Linked DNA regions of Mus musculus: regions 1, 2, 3 and 5 are each linked to region 4. A link is a contact called in public Hi-C, HiChIP or PLAC-seq and promoter capture Hi-C data. All regions are on one chromosome and are shown on one strand. Each heading gives the region's core, a stretch centred on a gene start, on an enhancer-like site or on the middle of the called end of the contact. The rest is flanking DNA. Distances are from core to core; before and after follow the strand shown. Region 1 overlaps Cd276 (CD276 antigen). Region 2 holds the start of Arid3b (AT rich interactive domain 3B (BRIGHT-like)). Region 3 overlaps Arid3b (AT rich interactive domain 3B (BRIGHT-like)). Region 4 holds the start of Stoml1 (stomatin-like 1). Region 5 has its middle 8.2 kb from the start of Gm51678.

The links. Promoter capture Hi-C pulls out the DNA fragments that hold promoters and counts their contacts. A called contact is a pair of places that touch in the nucleus more often than the background predicts. HiChIP or PLAC-seq counts read pairs in DNA pulled down with a chosen protein or histone mark.
Region 1: a contact with region 4 is called in a Hi-C map of cerebellum, with 4 times the contacts expected there. The contact joins the enhancer-like site here to the promoter of Stoml1 in region 4. A contact is called at or near these places in 4 of 39 promoter capture datasets (the 3T3-L1 cell line, frontonasal cranial neural crest and hippocampal neurons), 1 of 15 datasets of contacts at CTCF or cohesin (the NIH/3T3 cell line), 5 of 484 Hi-C or Micro-C datasets (the N1E-115 cell line, cerebellum, myocytes and 2 more), 7 of 115 datasets of contacts at active chromatin or transcription factors (astrocytes, bone marrow-derived macrophages, embryonic forebrain and 4 more) and 2 of 9 other capture datasets (adipose tissue and liver).
Region 2: a contact with region 4 is called in a Hi-C map of CD8 T cells, with 2.1 times the contacts expected there. The contact joins the promoter of Arid3b here to the promoter of Stoml1 in region 4. A contact is called at or near these places in 7 of 39 promoter capture datasets (the C10 cell line, the HPC-7 cell line, cranial neural crest and 3 more), 7 of 484 Hi-C or Micro-C datasets (CD4 T cells, CD8 T cells, the G1E-ER4 cell line and 4 more), 6 of 115 datasets of contacts at active chromatin or transcription factors (the 230-238 cell line, astrocytes, bone marrow-derived macrophages and 2 more) and 2 of 9 other capture datasets (liver and pancreatic islet).
Region 3: a promoter capture Hi-C map of pre-B cells shows a contact between it and region 4, with 2.1 times the contacts expected there. The contact joins the enhancer-like site here to the promoter of Stoml1 in region 4. A contact is called at or near these places in 2 of 39 promoter capture datasets (the C10 cell line and pre-B cells), 1 of 484 Hi-C or Micro-C datasets (the G1E-ER4 cell line), 3 of 115 datasets of contacts at active chromatin or transcription factors (the 230-238 cell line, astrocytes and embryonic stem cells) and 1 of 9 other capture datasets (embryonic tail).
Region 5: a contact with region 4 is called in an H3K4me3 HiChIP or PLAC-seq map of bone marrow-derived macrophages, with 2.4 times the contacts expected there. The contact joins the enhancer-like site here to the promoter of Stoml1 in region 4. A contact is called at or near these places in 4 of 39 promoter capture datasets (the 3T3-L1 cell line, frontonasal cranial neural crest and hippocampal neurons), 3 of 115 datasets of contacts at active chromatin or transcription factors (bone marrow-derived macrophages, pancreatic cancer cells and stem cell-derived neural progenitor cells) and 2 of 9 other capture datasets (adipose tissue and liver).

What each region holds. Positions count from the first base shown.
Region 1 is chr9:58,533,596-58,536,295 of GRCm38.p6, reverse strand. It overlaps Cd276 (CD276 antigen), which reads left to right. Exons shown (of 8, transcript NM_133983.4): 4 at 544-840. It overlaps Gm51678 (a long non-coding RNA gene), which reads right to left. Exons shown (of 2, transcript XR_003948170.1): 2 at 2,281-2,700. Among named protein-coding and RNA genes, the nearest start is that of Gm51678, 8.6 kb to the right of the region's middle. Within about 2 kb of position 1,320, at least 18 of the 459 cell types and tissues checked have an H3K27ac peak or open chromatin away from gene starts, as enhancers often do. A contact at or near this core is called in bone marrow-derived macrophages, cerebellum, palatal mesenchyme and 1 more, where this site is marked.
Region 2 is chr9:57,835,498-57,838,197 of GRCm38.p6, reverse strand. It overlaps Arid3b (AT rich interactive domain 3B (BRIGHT-like)), which reads left to right and starts at 1,419. Exons shown (of 9, transcript NM_001379353.1): 1 at 1,419-1,516. It also overlaps the pseudogene Gm7547.
Region 3 is chr9:57,819,264-57,821,963 of GRCm38.p6, reverse strand. All of the region lies in intron 2 of Arid3b (AT rich interactive domain 3B (BRIGHT-like)), which reads left to right. Among named protein-coding and RNA genes, the nearest start is that of Arid3b, 16 kb to the left of the region's middle. Within about 2 kb of position 1,288, at least 78 of the 459 cell types and tissues checked have an H3K27ac peak or open chromatin away from gene starts, as enhancers often do. A contact at or near this core is called in the 230-238 cell line, the G1E-ER4 cell line, embryonic tail and 1 more, where this site is marked.
Region 4 is chr9:58,251,913-58,254,612 of GRCm38.p6, reverse strand. It overlaps Stoml1 (stomatin-like 1), which reads right to left and starts at 1,449. Exons shown (of 7, transcript NM_026942.3): 1 at 1,214-1,449. The coding sequence starts at 1,346.
Region 5 is chr9:58,516,794-58,519,493 of GRCm38.p6, reverse strand. No RefSeq gene overlaps it. Among named protein-coding and RNA genes, the nearest start is that of Gm51678, 8.2 kb to the left of the region's middle. Within about 2 kb of position 1,258, at least 62 of the 459 cell types and tissues checked have an H3K27ac peak or open chromatin away from gene starts, as enhancers often do. A contact at or near this core is called in adipose tissue and bone marrow-derived macrophages, where this site is marked.

The DNA of each region.
Region 1 (2,700 bases), core at 71-2,570, 280 kb before region 4:
TCAGGAGGCATGGAGGTCCAGGTCTGAAGACCCTGGGGTATCCCTGATGGGCAGTGACACCACCCTATGCTGCTCTCCCCCTCTAACCCCACCCCACCCCCACCCTCGAGCCTGGCTTCAGCCTGGCCCATTTTAATCTCATCTGGCAACTCAGACACCAAATAGTTGGTGTGCAGCTTCCCTGGGGGCTGGGTCCAGGGCAGGCCTATCCCAGCAGCACAGCATTCTTCCCCGCTGGCACAGGGCAGTGTGTTCTTGAGGGTTCCGTGCATGGATGTAGCTGATGAGGGCAGCTTCCCCTGCTTTGTGGGCATCCGGAACTTTCGCAATGCTGCTGCCAGCCTGCAGGTGGCAGCTGAGTCACAGGCGGGAGCATTCCCCACTCCTTGTCCCCTGCATGCAGCCCGTCCCCTGTCCCACTGCTCATACCACCATCAAAGAAAGCCCCAGAGCTGGCTCCTGACCCTCAGCCTCTTGTGTCCTTCCTCCATTGGATTCCCCTGTGCTGACTGTCATCGCTCTCTGCCCTCTGCCACCCTCCAGCCCCCTACTCGAAGCCCAGCATGACCCTGGAGCCCAACAAGGACCTACGTCCAGGGAACATGGTGACCATCACGTGCTCTAGCTACCAGGGCTATCCGGAGGCCGAGGTGTTCTGGAAGGATGGACAGGGAGTGCCCTTGACTGGCAATGTGACCACATCCCAGATGGCCAACGAGCGGGGCTTGTTCGATGTTCACAGCGTGCTGAGGGTGGTGCTGGGTGCTAACGGCACCTACAGCTGCCTGGTACGCAACCCGGTGTTGCAGCAAGATGCTCACGGCTCAGTCACCATCACAGGTAAGGGGAGCCTGTGAGCTGAGGAAGAGCTGAGGGAGCAGCTACCTCTCCTCTAGGCCCTAACTGGAATATCAATGTAAAAGTACTGGTGGTCATATAGATTTCAGATATTCCAAAGCCTCCCCAGTGAGGAGTCTTTAAGGGACTTGTTTTCTTGAGCTGATAAATCTTTTGTCACATTTGCTTTCCATGGTACTTGTGCCTCTTACTTGGACCACAAAGTACTTTCCTGGAATCTAGAGGGTAGGTGGGATTCTGGGGCAGACACAGGCTTGCTCAGAGACCTGCTGAGTGAGGATGTGTTTTCCAATGGGCACGTCTTTGGTGTGGAAAAAAAAAGTCTATTGTCCAACTGTGAAACCCCAGGAGCCTTGAAGGTGCATCTCACTCAACTGGGCCAAGAAGGAAAGCACTTCTCCCTGCAGACTAGAGTGCTACCATTGCACTAGTCAGAGTTGTCTCTACTGCCCTCATGTGGTCAAATGCTAGATTGAGACTCACACTGGAGGAGTCTCTTAAATCTCTGGTTTCCAGGTCAGCACTAGTTCAAGTAGGCACCTTCAGTGCTTGGGGATCTAAAGAGGGTTCAGGCTCACCTTCATGCCAAGGTGGACAGTCACTCTCTGTGTTTGGCCTTGACATGTCTCTGTTCAGTCCTTTAGTAGATCTGTGTGCTGGGTCTAGCTTCCCAGTGCCTCCCTCTGGGCTGTGTGAGCTTTCCCAGGGTCCTCTCTGTCTCTGAGATCAGGGTGTCTGTCACTGGTCCTTATCTTTTCTCATCCCATAACTTCTGCCTGGCACCCTCAGCCCACCCAGCTTTCTACTTCCAAGGGTTGCCAGTGTCTGTGTAGACCTTAGGCTCATTGCGGCTCACCTCTCCTGCTGAGCGTGCTGGACCTTGTGTGGGTTTCTCTCCTGATGAACTCAGCCAGTGGCCAGCATTCATGCTTATCTCCCAGGAGTAAGTCTTATTCCTAACTCTTGCTTTTTTAAGGTGTCACCTAGACCTCCCCAAGACTGAACCTACCTTCGCTGTAGAGAGCCAGTCTATGCAGCCTCTAAGGGAGTCCCTTCCTCAGCTCTCTCATATTCTGAGGTACCACCTTGATCTTACAGAGAACATCGTAGGAAAGCCGTGTTTCACTGGGTTGGAGAGATGCCTTAGTGACTAAAAAGCCTTGATGCTCTATCATTGAAGACCACAGAGTTTACATCCAAGCACACATATATCACGTGGCTTGCAAACATCTATAATTCCAACTCCAAGGGATCAGATGCTCTTTGCTGGCCTCTGTGGATACCCTCACACACATGTGTGAACACACGCACGTGTGCGTGCACACACACACACACACACACACACACGCATGAACATTCTTTTTTAAAAAACAACAACAACAACAACAACAGGTCTGTTTTTTTTTTTGTTGTTGTTGTTGTTTTTGTTTTTATAAGAAAGACCAAGGAGTCTGGAGTGAGATGTAAGATGGACAGATGTGTGGAGGTTATCAGGAAGGACAGAGGACTCATGATCAACCTGTACCAAGTGGGCTGGGATGTCTGTAGTATGCTTGCTGTGAAGCAAGGGTTTGTATGTGGAAAGAACAGTTGCCCTGCTTCAGAGAACATTACCTCAGTAGATAGCATTGACTGAAAGGGATTTCATTTGGGCTGTTGTCGTCAAGCACAATTCAGACGAGATGGAGGCTCAGGGAAAAGGGACTCTCTCCCAAGACCACAGACCAGCACAGTGGCTCCAAAGGATTTGGGGGCCGGGCCCCACTTTGAAAACTGACAAGTGCTAAAGGCAGTGGTTTGCCTGAAGTTTGGCGGGTTCCCAGCTTCTCTAAACTCCATCTG
Region 2 (2,700 bases), core at 170-2,669, 420 kb after region 4:
GGCACTGTTCAAAAAAGAATGCCCCATAAGTGCTACCATGGCAAACCCGGAAGAGTCTACAATGTCACCCAGCATGCTGTGGGCATCATTGTAAATAAGCAAGTTAAGGGCAAAATTCTGGCCAAGAGGATCAATGTGCGGATTGAGCACATCAAGCACTCGAAGAGCAGGGACAGCTTCCTGAAGCGGGTGAAGGAGAACGATCAGAAGAAGGAAGCCAAGGAGAAGGGCACCCGGGTGCAGCTGAAGCGCCAGCCTGCGTCAACCAGAGAAGCACACTTTGTGAGGACTAACGGAAACTGCTGGAGCCCATTCCATATGAATTCATGGCCTAGTGGACAAAAAAGAAATAAGGGACCAGGACTGCAACAAAACAAAACAAACAACAACAACAACAAACCATAAAAGTTTTCATCAGGAACTGAGATGGATTAGTGAGTTAAGAGCGTGGCGCCAAAGAATAAGGGTCTAAATTTGGATATCCAACGCCTCAGTAAAAAGCCAGGTGTGGTGCACACCTGCAATCCTAGCATTTCAGAAGTAAAGACAGGATTCCTGGAGCTTGATGGTCAACTACTTTTGCTAAATAGGTGAGCTACCTTCTAACAAGAAAGAAAAGAGGGGAAGGGAAGGAAGAAGGGAAGGGACAAGAAAAGCCAGTGGCAATAAGTTCTAGGTTTTGGCTGGGATTGTTTTAAGACCCAAAACTAAGCGAGCCATAGACTCTGGATCAAGGATGATGGTCAGTTGGGAGAAAGGTAAAACAAGGAGGTGCATGCATAAATTCACAGAAGTTCCCCAGAGTTAGGAGTCCCAGAAGACAAGGTTTTGTTGTTTTATTGTATAAGCGGTGCCAGGATTCAGCTTCTACCTTTGGAACCTGAAGAAAGAAAACATTAACCCCTGTGACGAGGTGAGGTTGGGGATGGATAGAGGTGGTGTTCCAGAACAGGAAAATTTCAATCCAAAAAGTGAAATTTAGAAAAAAACTAATAAAAGGCTGGAATGCTTCATTAAGACTAGCTGAAAGTTAGCACTCTTTATTCCTTTCTTTCACTTATTACAAACAATTCACAACCACGGCAGCCAGAAACCCGTGTGCTGTAGTCAGTCCTACTCTTTTCAACTCCCCGCGAAAGCACTCACACCGGAACTCCTCTGAGTCCGTGCTCTCCCATTGGCCGAAGCCTCCGCCCGCCTTAAATGGCTTCCGCCCACGGCTTCAACCAGAGGGCGGTCTCTAGGAGTCACTTCCGTCTCGCACTACCCACCCACCCCCACCTCGTTCCCTTTTTAGCTGCTTCCGGCCTCGGGCCCCGCCCCCCACCGTGGGGCCCCGCCCCTACCTGCCCCTCCCCCGCCCCGGGCTGACGGCCGGGCCCCGCAGCACAGCTTCCGGTGCGGGCCCCGCCCCGGCTGTGGCCCCCAGCTGCGGAGGAGTAGCAGGCTCAGCTGCTACGCTGGGGTCTGAGCGGCTGCCTCCTCCCTACCCGCGAGCCCGGAACGCTGCACATAGGTGAGCGGCGCGGGTCGTGGTTCTTTCTGCCGCGGCGGGAGAGGGGCTGTGGCAGGTGGAGGGGACCGAAATGGGAGCCGAGGCAGGTGTGTAGGGGAGACGCGGGCTAGTGAAGCCGGGGTCCGCTGAGAAAAAGTGAGAGCATCGGGAGGAGCCCCGTCCTCCCGGTGTCCAAAGGAGTGGTTTGAGATAAAGAGATGGGAAAGGTAAGGGACCCCCCCCCCCTTTTGGCAACCGCAGAGCGAGCTTAGATGGAGTAATTAGAGAAGAGCCGGGAGATTGGCAAAGGGGGCTTGGTGGAAGTAAAAGTGATAGGGCTCCATTGGGTGGGAGGTAAAGAATGGAAAGAGGGGTCGAAGAGGGTCGGGGACAGAGCTGGAAACGAAGGTAAGGGAAATGGTCACCAAGGCCGGGCTCAAGCGGCAAGCAGTCCGTTGCTCTCGGTTTGGAGGTCCGGGAAGTTTAAAAAACCCGAGCGAGGGATGGAGAGATGAAGTTAGATTTCGGAGACGTAAATTCTCTAGATGTTAGTAGTATTGTTTGAATCCTTGGCTGCTTAGGGATTGGGATGAGATGGACTCTTCGGGAGGATGTGCCAATTGAGTTGTAAAACGGAGTCATCTCTGTCTTAATAAAGACGCTATCGGACACCCCTCTCCCTTGCTGAGGAAAGCCTACCGAGAAGATGGTGCCAACCAGAAAAGAAGCAGTTGTACTATGACTGGCAGGAGTTGGTTGAAATATTCCAGTTGTGTTGTTTGACTTTAAAGATTATACGAATATTTCTAAATGACCAGTGAATTGCTTGCTCTTCTTTTGTGTGCGTTTTGTTTTGTCCCCAACGGGGTTTTTATTTTAAAGGAACAATTTTGCCAACTTTCAGGCTTCCCTACAGAATAAGAACTAAAGCAGAAAGAAAGTATTGCTGCAGGCATAACTTATACTTTCCAAACTGCCAGGAGGAGGGACAGGCAGTAAGGGGCCAATTGGAATTGGAATCTTTTATCCGCCTATGAAAGCTACAACCAAGTGCTTCTAAGAAACAAAATGAGATTTGTCTAGCATGGCTCTGGTTGGTTTTTGAACTCCCCGCCTCCCCAGCTTTAAAAATTATACTCTTTAAACGTGTAAAAATTTATATAAATCAAAGCCATTTTTTTTTCTTGTTAGAGATTAGTTCTCCC
Region 3 (2,700 bases), core at 39-2,538, 430 kb after region 4:
CGTGTTTTTCCTTTGTTCTGTCCTCACCTGTGTAATTGTTGGTTTCCTCCTGTGGGGCTTTGCTCTGTCTTCTTTGTAAGCTCATTTGGTAGGGCTTTATTTGTAAAAGACTGTCCACTTAAGGGTGTTTGGTTTCGCCTGTGCTAGGCTCTGCTTAGCAGCTGAGACTCATAGGCTTGTGCCTAGTCAGAGGCTGACTTGCAGTGGGCGCTCTGGGCTGACGGCGGCAAAGCCGTGTGCCCCTCTAACCTGGCAGGCTCTTCTGTAGTGATTTCTGTTCTGGCTCTTGATACACCTGAGACAGGCACCTTGGCGTCTAGGGTTGGGGAAACAATTAAATCCCCAGCCCTCACCCCTGGTAAGAGCTGTAGTTGCCCTTTCTTCCCCTTCAGCCCCCAGCATGGTAGCACATGCTTTTAATCTCAGCATTCAAAAGGCAGAGGCAGGCAGGCAGGCAAATCTCTATGTGTTCAAGGATAGTCTGTTCTAAATAGTGAGTTCCAAGCCAACTGAGGATACCTGGTGAGACCCTGTCTCAAAAAAGAAAAGATAAAGAAACAGAGCTTGATGCTCAGCTGACAGAGATGCAGCTAGTTGCCTGGTGACCTAAGTCTGGCCCCCTAGGACTCATGCAGTGGAAGGAGACAAGGCTCACAGCCCCTCCCCCCAATAAATACATTAAAAAGTAATAATTAAACTTTAAATTTAAAAATCAAGTTGGGCAACAATAGGAGTAGGGGCCAGTGTTGAAGCTGACTAGAGCTCTGTGAGAAGTAACCTTGACATGTAGGTTAACATGTGTGAGGTAGAAGTCACCTGGGGGTGGTTTCTTGGTAAGTCTATACCTTTTTAGATGTTTCAAATCACATATTTTGTTTAACAAAAACAGTAGCCCCACGTGTTGTATGTACTTCAGCTGGCTTTTCTCTTGTGAATGTGCGTGATGCTGTGTCTGTGCCTGCTTTCTTGCTGCTGCTTTTGTAGTGCTGAAGATTGAACCCAGGCTCTGCTACGGGCAGGCAAGCTCGCGAGCGCTCAGCTTTAGCACTTGCTCCTACTTCCCTTCAGTTCTCGATTCCAGTGCTTAGCTCTGTGGGGAGGAGTAGACTAGGATTTCTGTAGGCTTTGTTCAGAATTAGAGGAGTCAGTAGTTTTTCCACCTCAAAATATCCTTTCCTTGCTAGTGGTTTTGTTTCTTTCTTTTTCTTTTTTTTTCTCCTATGTGTTTTAACAGCTAGGACTTTTGTCCTGTGACCATGACTGGCTCTAGTTCACTGAGCCGGGACCTCTCATCATTCCTTTTGTCTGTCTGTCTAAGGGCAGATGAGGAAAGAGGGAAGTAGCCTGTATGTGGTCTCAGCAGGAAGGCCCTGCGCTGCCTTCTGCTTCCTTGCAGACAGAACAGGGAAGAGGTAGGTAGAGTCTCTCAATGGTTTCATTACTTTAAAAACAGCTTTATGAAGACTTGTCTAGACTCACAAAGCTTTGGGTTCAGTCCCCAGCACCTCATAGGCTGGGGGTGTGGTGTCTTAAATTCCGCAGTGCAGAGAGGGCCAGTAATTCAGCGTCGTCATCAGCACACACGCCAGTCCACAGCCCAGGCTGCCTAAGACCTGTCTCAGTAATCAGTCGGTCTATATAACTCCTGCTGTTTTCTCTCCGATCGTAGGAGTCATTTGGGCTCAGTTAGGAAATATGGAGAATATACAAATTTATAAAGAAAAGGTAACAATCAACCACAGTCATATAACTTAGCTAGAACTATAAACATTTGTGGTATTTCCTTTGTATTTTAAAGGAAAATGCCTACTATATGTTTATTATTTTATTTTATATACAGTTTTGTGCTCTGCTTTTATTACCTGATAGTCTGGACATTTTTTATTATTTAAGTAAATGCTAAAGTGTCATTTGTAAAATTTAATTAATGGTGGTACACACTTTTAGTTCAGTACTTGGGAGCCCGAGGCAGGTAGATCTCTGTGAGTTCAAGGATAGGCCGGTCTATGTAACAAACTCCAGGCCAGCCAGGGTTGCGTAGTGAAACTCTGTCTTAATAAAATAAAATACAATTTTCAAAAATTTGAGACAGGATATCACTCTGGCCTTTGCTGTCCTCAAGCTTAGAATCTTCCTGCCTCTGCTTCCCAAGTACTGGGATTACAAATTTGATTCATTATGTCTGTCAAATGTATTTTAAAGTATTTGAGAAGTAAAAATGACATATACCTTAAAATGTATGAAGTAAAAGTCAGCAGGACTTTGGGGTGGTTTCTTGGTAAGTCTATACCTTTTCAGGCTTTTAAAAATTACCTTTTTATTTATATTTTTAACAAAAACAGTAGCCCCACGTGTTGTACTTCAGCTGGCTTTTCTCTTGTGAATGTGCGCGATGCTGTGTCTGTGCGTGGTTTCTTGTCTACTGCTTTTGTAGTGCTGAAGATTGAACCCAGGCTCTGCTACGGGCCAGGCAAGCTTTTTAACCACAAAGCTAAGCCTCACCCTTTATTCGTGTTTTTATAGTCAGAGTACAAACCTAGAGTCTAAAAAGTAAACCTGAGGGGCTAGAGAGATGGCTCGGTGGTTAAGAGCACTTGCTGCTCTTGGAAGTACTATCTCCCCACTCCCACCCCAAACCCCACTGTGTTGGGTGGCTCACAGCCCCCTTAACTCCAGCTTCTGGATCTGACACCCTCTGTG
Region 4 (2,700 bases), core at 200-2,699:
TGGGTGGAGTGGACACTGCTGGTGTTAACACATTCTACTGGCCACACCACAAGTATGCTTTCAAGGGGTCATTACAGAGGAAAGGCTTCAGCTACTAAGGATAAAACTAATGCTCACAAGTAACAGTCACAGTGGGACTAAAGTGCTAGTTTAGTATTTATTCCCACTTTAATGCCCTGAAAGAACTATATCTATATCTATATCTATATCTATCTATCTATCTATCTATATCTATAGTGTACTTCAATTCAAGCCTTTTGGCAGGAAGAACTAAGAATCCTGAATGGGTGTTGAGCAAACAGGCCCAGAATCTGGGGATGAGCTTGCTATCTGTTCTCTCCTCCCCAGCCCTAGACAGGAAGGTGACAAGAGACGTCTGTTCTATCCTTCAAGAAGCCCCTGCCTGCAGGACAGTCTAAGTCATAAACTAATTCCTGACCTCTTCAGGGAAGGAGGAATCCTAAGAACCGGGCAGAAGAGCCGGGCGTGGTGGTGCACGCTTTTAATCGCAGCACTTGGGAGGCAGAGGCAGGCAGATTTCTGAGTTCAAGGCCAGCCTGGTCTACAAAGTGAGTTCCAGGAGAGCCAGGGCTATACAGAGAAACCCTGTCTCAAAAAAAAAAAAAAAAAAAAAAAAAAAAAAAAAACCACAAACAAACAAAAACAACAACAACAAAAAAGAACGGGGCAGAAAATGGAGGATTCGTTCAGCATTGCCAAAGCTTTCAATGCACCGTCAATACAGGAGAACCACAGAGGACCAGAATACTCCAAGGACAGTCAGGCTTTGGAGAGAGGAAGCCAAAGCAAACAAGCCAGGCAGCTTGCAGGCCCAGCTTTCTGTTCTGTGCATCTTCACCAGGACACAGGAGACTCCTGCTCCCTGCGCTGCTACCCTAGGGCGACTCTTTTTCCATTTCTCTACAAATGCCTTGTGGGTTATGGCTCCCTCTGCCTAGGGCTCTGTTTTCTTTCTATGCATGATGGGCTATCCTGGAAATAGTAACGGGATGGGCTAAGATTAGGGAAGATGGGGCTGCGCGGCTTCCAAAGCTACAGCTGGTGCCGTAGGGAGAACAAATCGGTGGTAGCATCCCCACACCTTGTCTGGCACCCACTTCATATCCTATCCCCTTCACTCTCCTTCCTCCTAGAGGCAGAGAGTACAGGTCTTGGGGTGCCCCTCTGTCCGCGGTGCTGGGTAGCCACTCACCGGCCCCCGGCCCCACGCTGCCCGGCTCTGGGGACAAGCAGCCCTTCTGCGAACCCAGAAAGCCGAAGCTCGACTGCTGGAAACGATCAAAATCCCCTAAGGGCAGTGCCCGGTAGCCAGACCTTCCAAGCATGACTTCTAACCGGGACACGCCCCGATCCTCTGCTGGGAGACTGCCCTGCCCAGCCTGTGGCAGCTCCGCCCCTCCTCGTTCCCACTGCTTCCGGCTTTACTCCGTCACTAACAACAGTGGCTGAGTAGGATCAGGAATCAGGCCGGGTCCACCATGCCTGCCGCTCCACAGCACCCCCTGCGCTGGGAGGACCGAACGGCGGGAGCACAGTTTGGGGATGTGGCCTTGGTTCTAAGGTTGAGGCTTCCTGACCACCTCCTACCTGGCCTTAGGAAAGGAGGCAAGGAAGTTTGGCTTTAAAGGAGCATTGCAGGAGCGTTTTCTCCAGAAGCAGAGAAATGTTTTTGGCCTCAAACCATTCCTCCAAACTCAACACACTTATGAGTTATGGGTGTGCTTATCCAGATGTAGGATTTCTTCTGGTGTGGTCAGCAAACTGGTATTTTTTGTTTGTTTGTTTCCCCACAGCCAAGAAAACAGAGCCTGCCATACAGAGTCCTGTTCTTATTTGCTTAATGATGGCAGATCCAAGTCACTGTGGACAAGTTGAAGTCAGAAGGCCCCAACTTTGGTATAAAAGAAAAATTTCACATGCAGACACCCCAGGAATCCTGGCAGTGGATGGTGGTGGTGGTGGCTGCAGCAGCAGCAGCAAAGCATTACATGAGACTCCTTGATCCAGGCACTTGAGGTAACTTTGTCTTTCCGTGGCTTCAGAAAGCCCAAATGAAGGTAGAAAATATACCCCAGTAGGATGCTGGGAGGCTGGCAGGAGGCCATTTTACAAAGCAAGAAAAGACGAATCTTTCCCAGTCTTGCCTCCCTGGATCCTTGCCATAGCTCATTTCTAAGTTCCCCTGCCTATGACTGCTAGCCTGGCTAATTTTATGTCAACTTGACACAAGCTAGAATAATCTGAAAAGAGGGATCTCCAATTGAGAAAATGGTTGTGCTGTAGGCAAGCCTGAAGAGCATTTTCCTAATTTATGATTGACGTTGCAGGGCCCATTCCATTGTGGGTGGGGCCAACCCTGGGCTGCTGGTCCTGGGTTCATTAAGAAAGCAGGCTGAACAAGCCAGTAAGCAGCATCCTCCATGGCCTTTGCAGCAGCTCCTGCATCCAGGTTCCTGCCCTATTTGAGTCCTGGCTTCCCTCATTGATGGACCACCATATGGAAATGTAAGCAAAATAAAGCCTTTCCTACCCAACTTGCTCTTTACTCACGGTGTTTTGTCACAGCAATAAAAACCCTAAGATGAGTTGGTACCGGGAGTGAGGTTTTAATTAATTTCAAATGTAGTCAAGTTGACAACCCAGAATTGCCATACAAGTCCACCCCTTGCCAACTTGACA
Region 5 (2,700 bases), core at 9-2,508, 270 kb before region 4:
CTCCGTGCATGCTCCATCCCTAGCTCTCTGAGTTCACCTGAAATGCTGCTGGAGTTGGCAGCTGTCTGGGCTGCCTTTTTAAGCTGGGCCCATACAAGAGGGTCATTAGCAAAATAGATTCTAGAAAGTGCAAGGACAGTATTGAGGATCCAGGCTCCTTCTGGGCTCTCAGGGACTCTCAGGGATGGAGTCCCCGTTGAGCAGTGGCTAGGACTTGTAGCCATTTCTTTCTCATCTCTCTGGACTCTTCAGCATCTCCTTGGGAGCTGTGTGCATTTCTGGGCTCTCAATCCTGGACAAATATATCTACCGACCCACTGGATATGTGGATGTGGACCTGTGGATGCATGCCAGGCTGAGCTCGGGGTGCAGAACTCTTGACTAAGATTGATGGGAAGACTCATCAGCATCCTGGATTCAGGTGCCCTGGGGCAAGGGCACTGCCTGCACTGAATCCCAGGGCGTCCATAACCTGCCATTTGGTTCTACAGGTCTGGGTTATTATGATGATATTTTATTACTAATGAGGCAGGATTATTTGGGAGCAGGGCAGAAATCTGGGTCTCATGGGGTACACAAATTGCAACCCTGAGATTGAAAGTCAGTGACCTTAGCCTTCTACCTTTTCTAGCATCTGTGTTGCAAAATATCTTCACCCACCACACCCTCAGCTTCCCTTAGCTAATATGATCTTTGGTCCTTCTCTGAACATGTTTCATTATTGTTCTTTCCAGACTGGGGTCCTGGCTGAGATCATACTGCATCCACGCATAATAGATTAACCTCCTTGATCCTGCACACTCTGCTCCCAGTGACAAAGCTCCGGGCTCCATTTAGTCCAGTAGACTCTGGCTGTGCGTGTTAAAATCACTTAGGGAGTTTTTAATAATACTGGTGTTTGGGCTCCCTCCCCAGAAGTTCTGATGCAATTGGGTGAGGTCATTGCTGAATATTTGATACATGTTCTCCAGGGGCTCTAACGAAACTTTGCAAGTTAATGCAAAACAGAATTCTGAGAGAGAGAGAGAGAGAGAGAGAGAGAGAGAGAGAGAGAGACACTCCCCCTCTTCCCCACAGAACTTTGAGGCAGGCACCAAAGCAAGCAGCTATTCTGTCCTTACTGTAGGTGACCAAGGGATTCTTGCTTTTTAGCTGTTAGAAGCTCAGAAAAACTGAACTAAGGAAAAGAGGAGGAAGTGGTCAAATGTGTGGTGGGACCCAGAGGTTAGTAGGAACCCCACTCCTGTCATCAATAGATCATGCATCAGGCCCTGGAGAAAAGTGGAACCTAGTGCCATGTATGCTGGTTCAGCTTCCTGATAGCAAATGGGGGTCTCTTACCCACGTCCACCTTTTCCCTCTGTGTCTCTCTCCTGTTACTCACCCCCCAAACCCAGGCCTCCAGATGTGCACAGTCACGTGGCTCCCTCCCTCCAGCATCGTGTGCTCAATGAGGAGAGGAACAATTTGTTTCCTTCCTGTAAGCAGCCATCAGCCCCTGGAGCCTGTGCCAGAGTACGAGGGAAATAACCTTCTCTCTCTTCCTGTCCCTTGTCTCAGATGTGTTCCTACCCGAGAGTAGCCTGGGGTCCTAACTATGCTACAGATCCACACTAGCCAGAGTGACTGAACTTAGCATCTCTTTCCTCCCTTGGCTCTCACCCTTGCAATTGCCTCCACCTCTGCAACAGCATCCTGAAGGTCTTTGGCCTCTAGTTCCTCCTCAGGCTCCAGACTTAGTTCCAAGGCCCATGGTTCAAGGTCAGCATGCTCCCAGGTCCGGTGTGTGGCCTGTTACCATCTGATCCCTATGTTGCTATATCCCCTCCATGGAAGTCCCTGTACTGTGTCACTCCTAATGTTGGAGATAAGGAGGAAGGGCCAATATGTTTGCAAAGCATTATTTGGTAAGACAATGCAGTAGAGTTATTGCTAAAGAAATAATGCACTCGGGCTGGAGAGATGGCTCAGTGGTTAAGAGCATGGACTGCACACTTCCAGAGGTCCTGAGTTCAAGTCCCAGCAACCACATGGTGGCTCACAACCATCTGTAAAGGGCTCTGATTCCCTATTCTGATGTGTCTGAAGACAGTGTACTCATATACATTAAATAAATAATATTTTAAAAAGAAATAATGCACTTGTGTGTGTGTGTCCTTGTGTGCATTTAAGTGTGTTTAGTCATCTATGTACAAGTGGCAGAGGGTGGCTTCAGGTCCTAGGTCCCAGGCTCTGAGAGAAGGACGGGAAGAAAGGCTATTTCCCTCAGTTCCTGCCTTAGTTTTTGAGGCAGGATCTCTCACTGAATCTCTTTTGGACCAGACTGCAAGCTCCTGGGCTCCACCTGTCCTCTGTCTCTCCCAGAACTACAGTTATTGTGCTTTGCCATGTCCAACTTCTTATGTGGGTTCTGGGGATCTGAACTTAGGTCCTCCAACTCGTACAGCAAGCACATTACCCCCATCGAAGCATCTCTCCAGTTCAGTGGATGCATTATTTCTTGGTCCTCTGGCACGGATGTCTGTGTGCCACTTTCGTACCCAAGGCCCACAGAATCCAATGAGGGATACGGCAGGGAACTCAGAATCCTCTGAATTCAGTCCTCTGTAAGAGCAGCCAGTGCTCTTAACGGCTGATCCATCTCCCCAGTGCCATATCCTAGGGTTTTTGCAAAGGCATCAAGTTCCTTGTCACGGCTAA